2 separate regions of the Sus scrofa genome follow, and region 2 is linked to region 1. The links are chromatin contacts, called in public HiChIP or PLAC-seq maps. All regions are on one chromosome and are shown on one strand. Each heading gives the region's core, a stretch centred on a gene start, on an enhancer-like site or on the middle of the called end of the contact. The rest is flanking DNA. Distances are from core to core; before and after follow the strand shown. Region 1 holds the start of TNFRSF13C (tumor necrosis factor receptor superfamily member 13C). Region 2 holds the start of SREBF2 (sterol regulatory element-binding protein 2).

Region 1 (6,595 bases), core at 1,801-4,300:
GTGGGAGACAGGCATGGCCGGGAACAACTCAGACTGCTCCCCAACCCTGAGATGGAGAGAAGGGGAAAGATGGGCCCATTCTGGGCCTGCCTCCCACTGTCCTGCCTGTTGCGCCCACCCTGACCTCACCCCAGCCACCTGGCAGCCAGGGAGCGGGGGACATCTGAGCCGGGTTCAGGAGGGAGAGGTGGTCCTCGAGGCTGCAAATGCTGCTGACTGCTGACTGCTGACTCTTCTGAGCTGGGAAAGGGGTGGGCAGGCAAGGTGGGTATCTGCTGGGCAGCTCTGATAGGCAGGTCAGGGAGAGGCGGGCAGAAAGCATCGGATGCGCAGAACAGAACAGGGTCAAGGACCTACAAGTGGAACAAACTGGTACCCAGGGTCCCATCTTCTGACTCGCCGTCCAGTGCCCCTTCCGGGGGTGCTAAACTGTGACAAGTTCCATGGCACTGTCCAGGGTGAAGTCCGGGTCAACTGTTTCTAACTCTGTGTAGGAGGGCCAGCAGGAGAGTCAGTGGCCAGCTGAGTTCACAGTGTGGTCCAGAACTGGAAGAGATGGTCTCAGCTCCACTCTCCAGGGCAAGGGGCACCAGTGTCCGAGGAACAGTTCCACTGGGATGATGGGTGACTGCAGGGAGCTGGCACAGAATGGCCAAGTGACCTGAGCACTTGAGGAGGACAGGCCACAGAAGGGAGCTCAAGGGATATCAGGTCCAGCTGGTTCAAGGCTACAGGCCTGCCCTGGCCTCTGAACAAAAGAGCCTCCTGCAGGTCTTGGGCCCTGCCCTGTGTACAGCTCAGAGTGCTCTGGAGGCGGCTAGGACTCCAGGTGGTCTCTGATGGAGAGGCCTGCCAGGGTACCTTCGGTGTGAATTTGCAGTCCAGCCCCAGAAGCTGTAGACTTCCTCCCAAGTGTGAGCCTGGGGTTCTGGAAGCGGCCACCAGGGTAAAGCTGGCATCGTAAGTTCTAGCAGGTTGGGTCAAACTCAGGGCTGACCCTAGGGTACAGGTGCCAAAGAATCAGGACAATCCAGGCTATTTCTTAGAATTACCTTGTGCGAAATCCCAAAGGGTCAGTTGGTTACTCATTGCTGTCATTGGCATCAGTTTAAAAGCAGAACGACTCTGAGAGCAAGTATTAAATACAACATACAGCCACAAATTAGGCATCCTCCCACTTGATCCTTCTCCTAGATTCATTTTGGCTGATGGTGGCTTCCCCATGCTTAAAGAAAAACGCCTACTCAGGGTGCCCAACCCCTCAAAGGCACATAGCTCAGGCTTTGAGGGCTGCCAAAGATAGTCTGATTTTAAGCCAAATGCGAACACGCCATAGGATCCCATGTAGTCCGAACCCTGTGTCTGCAGCGCCTATAGTTCTGCAGGATGAGCCCGGGAGCAGCTTGACTCTCAGTAAAGAAGCAGGTGGGACCAGGGGAGAGGAGCCGAATTCAACCTCCAAGCCTCTGCCTGAGGGCAGCCTCCTGTCCCCTCCATCGCTACTGCTGCTCAGGGCCGGCCGTCTTGGTGGTCACCAGCTCAGTGGAACCCAGCTCCGTGGCTGGCACAGGGACGCTGTGGGCAGGTGGGGTGGTGGCTGAGTCTTCGCTGGGTGGAAGCCAGATGGGAGCAGTGGCATCCAGGGTTCCAGGAGAGGGGACGATGTCATTATCCAGGGGCCCTGGTTGGGGGGTGGGGGGGTGCAGGGTCAGGATTGGGTCACAGCCTTCCGCCATCCCGTTTCTGGAACCTCCCCGGAGAGAGAGCCCTCCGACTTCTGAGAGAAGTCAGGCGAGGAAGCCCCTAGGCGGCGGTGGGGAGGGGGAGGGTGGCACATGATGGGCCCTCGGGACCGGAAGTGCTGGGAGGGTTTGCGCAGTGGCAGTGCTGACACTGGGAGAGGAGGCGTGGGGGTCAGTTTGGCCTTCCCGGAGCGAGGGCAGGACGACCCCTCCCTCCCCCGGGCCCCCAGCCCGCGTCTTCCTCACTCAGGCGCTCACCAGGCCGGGACCCTGGGCAGGGCCGCTGCTCCCCGCTCAGCCTGAGATCTCAGACGGCGCCCCTCGCCGCCCCCTCCATCTGCCTGGCTTCAGACCCCCTTCCCAGGGCCCCTAGCCCGCCAGGGCCATGTGTCCCCTCCGACGGCCCCCGTCCCCCAGGGCCGGACCTTCCCGGGCTGGACAGTGCCTCTCGGTTCCTCTAGACGGGGAACGTACCGTCCTGGTCTCCGTCCAGGGCTTCCGGGGCCTCCGGGGCAGCCGAGGCGCGGGGCCGTTGCCTGCGGCGCCTCCAGCTCACCAGGCCCAGCAGGACCAGGGCCAGCGCCAGGCCCAGCAGCGCGGGGGCGCCCAGGAGCAGCGCCGGGAGTGGCAGCGCGGCCTCGGCCTCGGCGGCCCCGGGCCCCACCGACTCCTGCGGCTGCAGCGCCGTCCCGGGAGCCAGGCTGCTCGGGCCGCCTGCTGGAGGGGACGGAGAGGGAGGTCAGGGGCAGAGGGGAGGGAAGAGAGGGTAGGGGAAGGTCGGAGGGAGGAGAGGCTGGGACGGGAGGGGAGGGACAGCCGGTGGGGGGGGGGGAGCAGGAGGGGCCACGGCCGCGCGCAGGCTCCAGCCCGCAGCCCGCATGGCTGAGCCACTCAGGCTCCAGCCCACAGCCCCCCGTTAACTGATGCCCCAGCCCGGGTCCTGGGCAGGTGCGGGCCATGCCTGCGGCTCTGGCGGGGCACGAGCCTCGGTGGCAGGACCCTCCTTCCCTCCACCAGGGCTGCCCTGGCGCTCCAACGGCCAGAGCCGGGTAACGCTTACCCGGTCCAGGATCGGGCGTGCGGAGGAGGCTGCAGGCCACGCAGTTGCGCACCAGCAAGTCGAAGCACTGGGTCTGCAGGCACTGCGTGGGGACCGGCCCGTCCCTGCCCCTCAGACTCCTCGCCCTTCGCCTCATGCTGCCAAAGCCCAGGCCTGTCTGCACACCCTGCCGGGACAGAGTCTGGCCTCTGCTGCCCCACGGGGAAGAAACCGGGAGGGGCCGCCACCCACTCCGCCCCGCCCCGCCCTCCTGCCTGCTGGGGTGGGACGGGGTGGGACCACTCTTAGCCAGGGCCTCAGCACCCCAGACCTTCTATCTGTGGTTCCTCCATTCAGCCACTCAACCATCACCCCCAGACAACCACGGGGCGGGCTCCCTGCTGGGCACTGGGACAAGGCTGGGGCTCAGACAAGGGCCCGCCCTTGGGGAGCAGAGGATGGGTCCCTGAAGAGGACACAGACCTCGGGGAGGCCTCTTCTGCCCTGCCCCCCAAGGCCAGCCCATAGGCCCAGGTGCTCCCCACCAGCCATCTCCCCCCAGCTGCCTCCTCTGGGAAGCTCTCCTGCCCTTCTCCCGCAGAGCTGGTCAGTTCATCGAAGACATCCTGAGGGCCCCCACATGGTACCAAGCCCCAGGGGACTCACACTGGTGGTGGTGATGGGGGAGACGACACCTCACAGCATGGCATCAGTGAAGGTGGTACCACAGGGCACGGGAAGGCTTTGTGGAGGAGATGATAAGGTGTTTGCTGGCTGAACTGAGGTCGCAGGGGGCGGGGGGCACCCAGGGTGAGCAAGGGGCCTGGGGGCCAAATACGAAGGCCAGGGAATGCTGGAACCAGAGGGCCGGGCTGGGGCCTTAACTGAGAGAAGCTCGGATTCTGGCCAGAAGGGCACTTGAGAGCCATGCAGGGAGTGACACAGTCAGAACCGCTGGCTGGAGTGGAGGGCACAGACCGGGGGCAGCTCGGTCTCCAGATCCTAAGCAGGAGGGAGGCTCAGATCAACAGATGAGCAGACAGACCCAGGCCCAGTAGGCACTAAGTGGGCAGCCCACCCACCCCACCTCCTCCTCCCAGGGCTGTGTGTGTCCTGGCCTGCTCGCCTGTGTCTCTGTGGGGCCTCTTCTGTGTGTCTCCACTCGCCAGTGTTTGGGGAAGCCCCACCTGTCTCTCACACTGAGTGTCAGGCGGACACTCAAGCCCCCTGGGCCTTCCTGGACTTCCGCTGCCCCCTCCCCCGGGGCAGGGGCTGGCAGAGAGCCTCAGCATGGACCACGGGCTTAGAGCCTCATGGTGGGCCTGGCCAGACCCTGGGGCACTCAGGGCTGGGGGTGTACAGCGGAAGGACTGACAGTCCCTGGGGCACGGAGGGGGCTTAGGGGCTGGAGTAGATCTTCAGCAGCTCAGAGGGGAGGGGAAACTTCTAGGCAGAGGGCAAAAGCAGGAGCTGGGAAAGTGGAAGCCGACTCTGGGGACAGGCCTGGCCCCTGCCTCCAGAGGTGCTGCCGAGGGAGAGAGACTGAGGCTGCAGCTGGGCGGGCCAGGCCGCAAGCCATAAGCCCTGGGCAGTGAGGAGCCCCAGGAGGTACCTGAGTGGGGGAGAGGGTCTGAGCTGTGCCTTTGAAGGGACGTTCCCCCTGCTGTGGGGTTGGAGACAGGGTGAGTGGAGTAGCAAGGAGGCTCCCCCATGACTCAGGGCCAGGGAGCAGCCAGCAGCTGTTTAGGAGGGAGGAGTGATGCTATGGAGTGAGGGGAGCAAGGCCGGCCCCCAGGTTTCTGGCTCCGAGGACACGAGGACTCACACAGAACCTCGAGCCGGCTGGCCTTGAGCCGCCCTGGCCCACTGCCTCTCCGTCCCCTGCCCACGGGCCAGCAACTCCGTAGCAGGAAGGTGTAGGCGGTGGGGCAACTGCAAAGGAGAAGTGGGTCCGGGGCGGTGGGTGTGGGTGTGAGTGGGGGTGTGTGGTGAGGGGGTGGGGGAGCCAGGGGCCTGCCAGGAGCCAAGGCAGGGAAGGGCCTCCTTAGGGCAGAGGGGTGGGGGCAAGGCCTAAAGACTGGGCCCCTGTCCCCCCCCCCATCGCTACTGGTCCTGTTCTCACCCGCGACCCTCAGGGCGGCAGGGCCCTTACCACACATGCGGCATCTCTTCACCCCCAGCCAGATGTTCAGGCCAAGTGGGCTGGGTCTTGGGACCCTGGAGGGGGAGCCTGTCCCCGGGAGAGGGGAGGCCACTCACAGGAGCCACCTCTATACCGGCCACCTGGAGGGAGAACCAGAGAGGCTCCACTTTCACCCTTACCAGTGCCTCCTAAGTGCCTGCAGTGGGCAGTGCCAAGCACAGAGTGGGCAGCAGGATTGGTGTTGATGGTGTGTGGGGCACCTGACTCCAGACAGACCTTCCACTTGCACCTTCTAAATAGGGAAGTGGGGGGATGTTCCCGTCGTGGCTCAGCCGTAACGAACCCAACCAGTATCCATGAGGATGAGGGTTCGATCCCTGGCCTCACTCCATGGGTTAAGGATGCGGCATTGCTGCAGCTGTGGGGGTAGGTCACATACATGGCTCGGATCTGGTGTTGATGTGGCTGTGGTGTAGGTCACAGCTACAGCTCTGATTCGACCCCTGGGGACTCTCCATATGCTGCGGCTGTGGCCCTAAAAAGACTAAATAAATAAATAAGTAAATAATAAATAAATAAATAATAAATAGGGAAGGGGGGAGTGCTCGAGTCTCCACTTCCACAGCTTAGCAGTGAAGAATAGAAATTTCACCCTCAGACCAATGTAGTAAAAGTCAGGTTATTCCTCAAGTTTTTTTTTTTTTTTGTTTTGTTTTTTTTGTCTTTTTAGTGCCACAGCCGCAGCATATGGAGGTTCCCTAGCAGTCGAATCAGAGCACATCAACGCCAGACCCGAGCCGTGTCTGTGACCTACCCCACAGCTCACAGCAACGGCGGATCCTTAACCCACGGAGCGAAGTCAAGGATCGAACCTGCACCCTCATGGATGCTGGTCGGGTTCATTAACCACTGAGCCACGAAGGGCACGCCTCCTCAATGTATTTTTTTTTTTTTTTTAACATAGCTCCTTAAAAAAAGACACAACAAAAACCTTCATTATAGGTGATTTACAATGTTCCGTCCATTTCGGCTGTATGGCAAAGTGACCCAGTCATACATATATACACATACTTTTTTCCATATTATTTTCTATCATGTTCTAACCCAAGTGATTAGCTCTAGCTCCCTGTGCTGTACAGCAGGACCCCATGGCTGATCCATTCTAAAGGTAATAGTTTGCATCTATCACCCCCAAACTCCCCGTCCATCCCCCTCCTCCCTCTCCCTCTTGGCAACCACAAGTGTGTTTTCCATTAACATAGCTCTTAGGTCAAGGTTATTAACTTTTTGGGGGGTGGGGAGCTGTGCCTGTGGCATGTAGAAGTTCCCGGGGCCAGGGATCAAACCTGCACCACGGCAGCGACCTGAGTCACTGCAGTGAAAACGCTGGATCCTTAAGCCACGTCACCACAGGGAATTCCCAAGTTTATTAATTTTCTAAACTTAAATCTTCTACATCACTTCTTTTTTCTGTTTTAGGGCCACACCCACGGCATATGGAGGTTCCCAGGCTACGGGTCGAATAGGAGTTGCAGCTGCTGGCCACAGCCACAGTCACAGCCACAGCAACTCGGGATCTTAGCTGGGTCTGTGACCTATACCACAGCTCATGGCAACACCGGATCCTTAACCCACTGAGCAAGGTCGGGGATGGAACCCGCATCCTCGTGG
Region 2 (6,595 bases), core at 2,993-5,492, 85 kb before region 1:
TCGGCCCCTTCGCCCTGAGTGGTCTGTCTGTTGTTTCTCAGATGTCCACGGAGGTTCAGCACCTGTCCCTCTGCTGGAATGTCCGCTTCACCCACCCTGTTTTGCTTGGCAAGCTCCTGCTTATCTTTCAAGACCCACCCAGTGGTTTTCCTCAAGCCCGTTTAATTGTCCATGTCTGTGGGCTCCCCAAGGGCAGGGCCTGTGTCCGAGTGACCCTCCTGTCCCCATGGCCCACAGCAGCCTAGCTCAGTACAAACTCTTTACTGCCAGCGGATTTAATCAGAGTGCTCTGCTCTTTTCCTCAGTTCATCTCCAGCACTGACCCTTTCCAGAAGGCCCTGAGGGAAGAGGAAAAACGCCGGAAGAAAGAGGAAAAGCGGAAAGAGATCCGAAAAGGCCCTCGGATCTCCAGATCCCAGTCCGAGTTATAGCCCCTGAGCAGGCCAGGGTTCAAGGGGCCAGGAGGCGGCCAGTCAGGAGGAAGAGGAGGATGCAGCAGCGTCAGCTAGTGGTGAGAGCTGGCCCATGTGAGGGGAGGCTGAGTCTGCTCAGCCCCCTGGAGCCAGCTCTGAGCCCCAGCTAAGGGACTGGGCCGCAGAGGGCTGGATTTCCTCCCTGCGACTTCCGCAGAGTGGTGCCAATGGAGCCTTCAGAGGGTGCTAGGCTGCACACCAACTGTGGAGATGCTGCAAAAAGCAGGAGGGAACCTGGGCTGGATTCTCCCAGTGGGTTAGGACCCCTGACTAGTTGGCTGCTGTCCGTTGTGGGAGGCTGCTGTCATGCCTGCTGCTGGCCCCTCTGTGTTACTGAGTTGCCTGGCACAGGTCTCAGCCCCCTGCAGAAACACAATAAAAGCCCACTAATCCTCTGGGCTAACAGAGGCTGGTTTGGGCACCAGGGAGCTGTAAGCCTCTCCATGGGGCAGGTGGGAGGGGCCTGGGTGGGGGGCTCAGGGCCCTCAGATGCAGAGATGACATTTAAGGATGTCCCTTCCTCATCGGGAAGAGCCTCAGGCCCTGGCAGGGCAGCAAAGCACAAGCTTGGCTATGGCCTTCTCTTCCCTTCGCAGCACTGTCCTTGATGAAGGGACCAGAAGTATCTGAGGAGGGTGTTTAGCCCAAGACAACCTTGGAGCGACATGGTCTCTGTCCTCAGATATCCAGGGATGGCCGTGATCAGGCACAGGGAAGAATCAGCTTGTCATCTCTGGCAGTGTTGGGAGACCCCTGGCCTGTGTGTAGGGCCTTTGGTGGACAGGCTGCAGCTCTGCAGGAGGCTGTGCTTTGTAAGGGGAGGGCTGCTCCGAGCTGGATTGGTCGGACAGCAAGCTCTCTGTGTCAGGGCCAGGGGGCAGGGAAGCTGCAGAGGGAGGTGGGCCTTGAGTAGGCACTGCCCTTCAGTCATGTCCTTCCCAGGCAGAAAAGGGAGGGGCTCCAGTAGGAATTCTAGCTCTTAAGCTGACTTTGCCAAGTCAGGGTCTGCCTCTTAAAAGCAGAGACACACAACTGTCTCCAGCTCCTCACTGCTACCAGAACCCAAGGGAGACCTGGAGTCTATCTCAGCCCATTAGACTTGCTGAGTGACCCCTGGCCCACCCCTTCCTTGTGTTGTGGCTTCACTGATGTAATGAATTTGATAATGTCTGAACCCTCTGTCCAGCCCTAAATTGCTTCTCCGAGGTCGGGGCCTGGCTTCTCAGTGACAGGTGCCCTTCTCTGATGGTTCTTTGTTCTCCCATGTATTTGCTGAGCACCCACTGTAAGCACAGCCAAAGAGAGGGGCCCACTCTTATCCTGTCTTCACCTCTGCCCCATCTAGCATCTCTGTTCTCCTGGGTTTTTCCTTCTACACCTTCACTTCTCTCCATCTTGGCTGATCCCTTCTCCACCTTCAAATGGACTCAAGTTTCCCCATCTGACACCTTAAGAGGTACAAATAGAACTATTCTGCTCTCGTCCCTGGGCAGGTCCACCTGGGAGCTGTGGGAGCATCTGTAGAGTGGGAGACAGACTGGGTCCACTTACCTGACCTGGTGCTCAGAGATCCCTCTGCAGAGGTTTACTGAGGCTCTGGGATGGGAAGGCATTGGACCACAATGAAAGTGAGCCATATGGTATGCCAGCATCACCCCCAGTGTGGGGAGCCCTGTGCGAGCCACTGAAGGGTACATGTGAAGATGACACTGCCCAGCTCAGTGCCTGGACCAGAGCAGGGCAGCGGGGTTTGATTTTGTTTCCGGGTAAGACTGGTGTAACCTATACCGGCTCTTCTGCATGTAAACAAGAGAACGTTCCTCTCTCCCCCAGGTACTTTATTATGTTATACATGTTCATTATAAAAAGTAATTTAAATAATACTGAAATGCCAAGAAGAAAGTAAGATTCACCCTGGGAGTTCCTGTTGTGGCTCAGCGGGTTACAAACCCGACTAGTACCCATGAGGATGCAGGTCTGATCCCTGGGCTCACTCAGTGGGTTAAGGATCCAGTGTTGCCATGCGCTGTGGTGGTATAGGTTGCAGATGTGGCTCAGATCCTGTGTTGCCGTGGCTGTGGTGGAGGCTGGCAGCTGCAGCTCCGTTTTGACCCCTAGCTTGCGAACTTCCACATGCTGCAGGTTTGGCCCTAAAAAGCAAAAAAAAAAAAAAAAAGAGAAAGTAAGATTTACCCTGAATCCTACCACTCCCATAATTATAACTGACACTCAGCTATTAGGCCTTCCATCCTGCCCTTCATGTGACACACAGATCCTTGTTTTCTCAGTTATAATAACTACCTTGCAGGGGCCCTAACCGTATGTCAGGCCTTATTCCAAGTGCTGGCTTCCATCAGCTGCTTCTGCTGCAGGGCCTTTGTGTTGTTTGTTCCCTTGGCTATACCAGATGCAGTTCTCATAATTTCAGGTTTCGTCTTAAATATCAATGTTTTCTTTACCGGACCAGAGGCTCTCAGAGGGCAGGAATTGTCTCTTTGCTTGCCCCAGAGATGTTCAATAAATATTGTCAAATGAATGTGCAATGTGATTGGTTGAATTGTGTGATTCCACTTTCCTCACAACTATGAGGGACACTATTCCCATGTTAGAGATGACAAAACTGAAGCTTAGGGCGTTTATTTAGCTCAGAGTCACTCGTTCATAAATGGACCCGTATGCCTGCCTTCACAGGGCCTGTGAAGTCTGTCTTGACCACCAAGCAACAGCTGCCTCTCACAGACCAGCAGTAAACATACTTTCCCCTTTTAATACTGTGAAAGTCGTTGTCAACAGATAGACATTCATGTATGTAATGTTTAATGATGCCATGATAATTACATTGTGTGGATGTAATTTATTCAGCAGGTCGTTATTGGGCTTCCCAATTTTTCTCAATTTACAGAAGACTCTGATGAACGCCTTTGAACACACAAACTTGCAAATTTTTTAAACACTCATATTTGTCTTCCTTATTTATAAATTCCTAGAAACGTGCACATTTGTTTATATCGTGACCAGCTGCAGAACTGAGAAGTTTAAGAGTGGGAATCCGTGGGTGGGTTGCGCCTCATAATCCCCGCATGATGCTCATGCCCGGACCCAACCTCTGGAGGCCTGTGATAGTTCCAGGCACTGGCATTATTTTAAAGGACTGCAAGGGATTCTGATGTACCGGGGTGAGACTGGGTGAGGCTGTCGGAGTAAGCGCGTCGTCGCGGCAGGTGCAAAGGCGCATGAATTGCAAAACATGCTCCACTCTTAGGCGGTTCGCGAGCTTTCGTAGCGCCTTTGCAAGGGGCTTAGCTGGAACGTGACTTTAACGATCTAAGGATTCCTCCGTGCTCCAGTACTAGGGGTCTAGGTTTGATTCCACCCGCTTCCCCAGCGGGCTGGGATCGTGGGGAGGGCGGGAACAGCTGGGAAGATGACGTAATGTGCTTAAGGCTGGCTTCGGGGGCCTCCCGCGGCCGGGGGCGGAACTTGTTAACCCTTCAACTCCCAGCAGTCAGAGGTAGTAGCTTGCGGAGCCAAACCAACAAAAAAGGGAGCGGTTCCTTTAAACGAGGGGAAGAAGGTTGGACTGAGGACCCGGAGCCTTCTCTTCGCATTCGCTAAGAGGCCGCCAGGGGAGGAGCCTTCTTATGCAAATCTGAGCTGCTGATCGTTGACGCGCCATCACCCCACGCGCCGCTCCGCAAGGCGATTGGTCAAGATGGGCCTGGTCCCATTGACAACAAACAAGGGGGTGCGCGGCCTGGGGGCGGGGCCATAGAGGGCGCGGGTTGGGGCGGGGGAATCCCGCCCCGCCCTCCCGCGCAGCGCAAACATGGCGGCGGTTGGCACCGGCCGGTGAGGCAGTACCGGGCGGGAGCTCTTGGGTGTCATGGGTGGTGACGGCGGCACCGCCCTCGCGTCTCCCTGAGCGGGACGGCAGGGGGGTCCTCTGCGCCGAGCCGGGCGATGGACGAAAGCGGCGAGCTGGGCGGTCTGGAGACCATGGAGACCCTCACGGAGCTGGGCGACGAGCTGACCCTAGGGGACATCGACGGTGAGTGATGGGTGGGTGGGTGGATGGGAGTGCGGGGGCGCGCGGAGAGGAAGGGGTTACGGCGGCGCGCGCGGGGGCGCGTACGCCCATCCCCCGGCACCCCAGTCTCGCGCGGGAAGAACCGGCACGCGCGGTCGCCCCGGCAGTCCCCAGCCCTCGGCGCTGCGGGTTTCAGCCCCGCCGGGCCGCTCGGTTTCGGCAGACCATGGGATCTTGTCGGGGGCGTCGCGGGGGAGCGGCCTGAGGGGAGCGCGCGGCCGCCGTTTCCCTTGCGCGCCTACACGCGCCGCCCGAGGTCCCGCTTGCCAGCCAGCGGGCCCACGTCGCACCTGTCACTCCCCGCCCGGCCGCGTGGGCAGCTTGGGATTCCCGGGGCCGGGCCCCCAGGCTCCGCGCGCTCACCCCTCAGGTCTTCTCCGGGTTGAGCCACGGCCCAGTTTCTCCGTGCTTCGGGAAACTTTGGGCAGCGAGCGGCCGCAGAAGCAGGTTGCTGATGAAACGAGTGGTGGCGGCGTAACGTGGACGCATCTCTCCGGGGTTGAGACCGGGCCGCTCCTGCTGTCGTTCTGCACAGGGAGTTGAGCAGCAGGAGTTTTGAGTTGTGGCCCCTCGGGGACAGGCTGGGGAGCGGGTGGCCTTTGTTCCGACGACCTTAACAGCGGAAAGGAAGAGCTGGTAGGAGCCCAGGGATGCTCTCTTGCAATACTCTCATTTGGTGGCTACGGAACCTAAAGTTTGCAGAGGGTCAGCGGCTTGCCCGGGGTCCCCCAGCTGGTTACAGAGCACAGTTCCTGGGCCAGTGTTGGTGTCGCCACTACCTGATCCTGGGGGGTGAGGAGTCCAGTGAATAGGTTAGTCACCAAAATAATAATTCTCAGTAGTTGGGCTCTTCCGATATTCTAGGCCCCAGACACTTTATATTGTTTCACTTATTCCTCACTACAGTCACTCGAGATAGATGTTCTTATTGCTCCTACTTTACAGGACACTGAGAGCAGGAGGTGTTAACTTTAGATTGTCCAGAACCCATGCTCTTAATCAGTAACTCAGGTGTGTTTTGCTCTTGAGTTTTACCAAGTGCTTTCAAGTCCAAGATCTCACTACAGCCTTGCAGGCAGGTAGGATGGCTCCCATTTAATTATACAGATGAAGAAACCCAGGCAGCAGAAGATTCTCTTCCAGGGGATGAGATAGTGGCAGAGGCTAATTGAAAAGGATCTGTTTCACATTTTGCTTTGGTTACATTTCACCCCTCGGCCTGACCTTGCTTTCTGATTTTGGTCATCCAGGCAGTGTGGTAAGATCCTTAAATGAAACCTCAAGTCTAACCACAGACTTTTCCACTGAGTGCTGCTAAATACAGAGATGTGTTGACAAATGGGGGAGGGAGGTTCTGAGAACTTAACAAGGGCAGCTAACATGTTGTGAGTATTTACGTGCCAGGCACCGTATTAAATCCTCACACATATTAATGTTTTAGATTCTTTTTTTTTTCCTTAGTTTTATTTTAAGGCCGCACCTGCAGCATATGGAAGTTCCTGGGTCAGGGATTGAATTTAAGCCACAGCTGCGACTGGGGCAATACTCAATCCTTTAACCCACTGTGGGGGGCCAGGGATGGAACCTGCACCTGAGCCCCTGCCCTGCAGTTGGATTCTTAACCCACTGTGCCACAGTGGGGACGCTAATGTTCTCAATTCTTAACGAGTTCCATCAGGGAGACTCCTTGTCATACTACACTCCTCCCCTTCTTGTGGATCCTGACACTGAGGCTCAGGGCCTCATTAACTTACCCAAGTTTACATAGCCAGTAAGGATTATGTCCAAAGCTGCCTACCAGCAAGCTCACACAGAGAAATTTGTGTGCATTTTGCATTCCCATTCCAAAATTGATCCCTATTTGTCTTAATTTGTAATGTGTTAAAGTACCTAGTAGTTAAGTATTAACCTTATCCCCATAGATTCCTGAGTAAAATGTACATTCTGGAAACTACCAGAGTGGTTCAGTGGCTTCACGGGGCTCCATATTAGATTTGGGGGAAAGTGGCTCCCTGTCTTCATTGGTCAACAAGTA

Evidence for each region. HiChIP or PLAC-seq counts read pairs in DNA pulled down with a chosen protein or histone mark.
Region 2: a contact with region 1 is called in an H3K27ac HiChIP or PLAC-seq map of alveolar macrophages, with 2.7 times the contacts expected there. The contact joins the promoter of SREBF2 here to the promoter of TNFRSF13C in region 1. A contact is called at or near these places in 2 of 5 promoter capture datasets (fetal liver and liver), 17 of 47 Hi-C or Micro-C datasets (alveolar macrophages, blood, embryonic fibroblasts and 7 more) and 2 of 2 datasets of contacts at active chromatin or transcription factors (alveolar macrophages and skeletal muscle).

The regions. Positions count from the first base shown.
Region 1 is chr5:6,696,267-6,702,861 of Sscrofa11.1, reverse strand. TNFRSF13C (tumor necrosis factor receptor superfamily member 13C) reads right to left here and starts at 3,050. Exons shown (of 3, transcript XM_021091440.1): 1 at 2,803-3,050; 2 at 2,217-2,456; 3 at 1-1,681. The coding sequence starts at 2,938. The coding sequence ends at 1,500.
Region 2 is chr5:6,782,371-6,788,965 of Sscrofa11.1, reverse strand. It overlaps SREBF2 (sterol regulatory element-binding protein 2), which reads left to right and starts at 4,242. Exons shown (of 19, transcript XM_021091444.1): 1 at 4,242-4,521. The coding sequence starts at 4,434. It overlaps MEI1 (meiosis inhibitor protein 1), which reads left to right. Exons shown (of 36, transcript XM_021091442.1): 36 at 306-3,009. CCDC134 (coiled-coil domain-containing protein 134) reads left to right here. Exons shown (of 7, transcript XM_021091452.1): 7 at 306-3,009. The coding sequence ends at 431.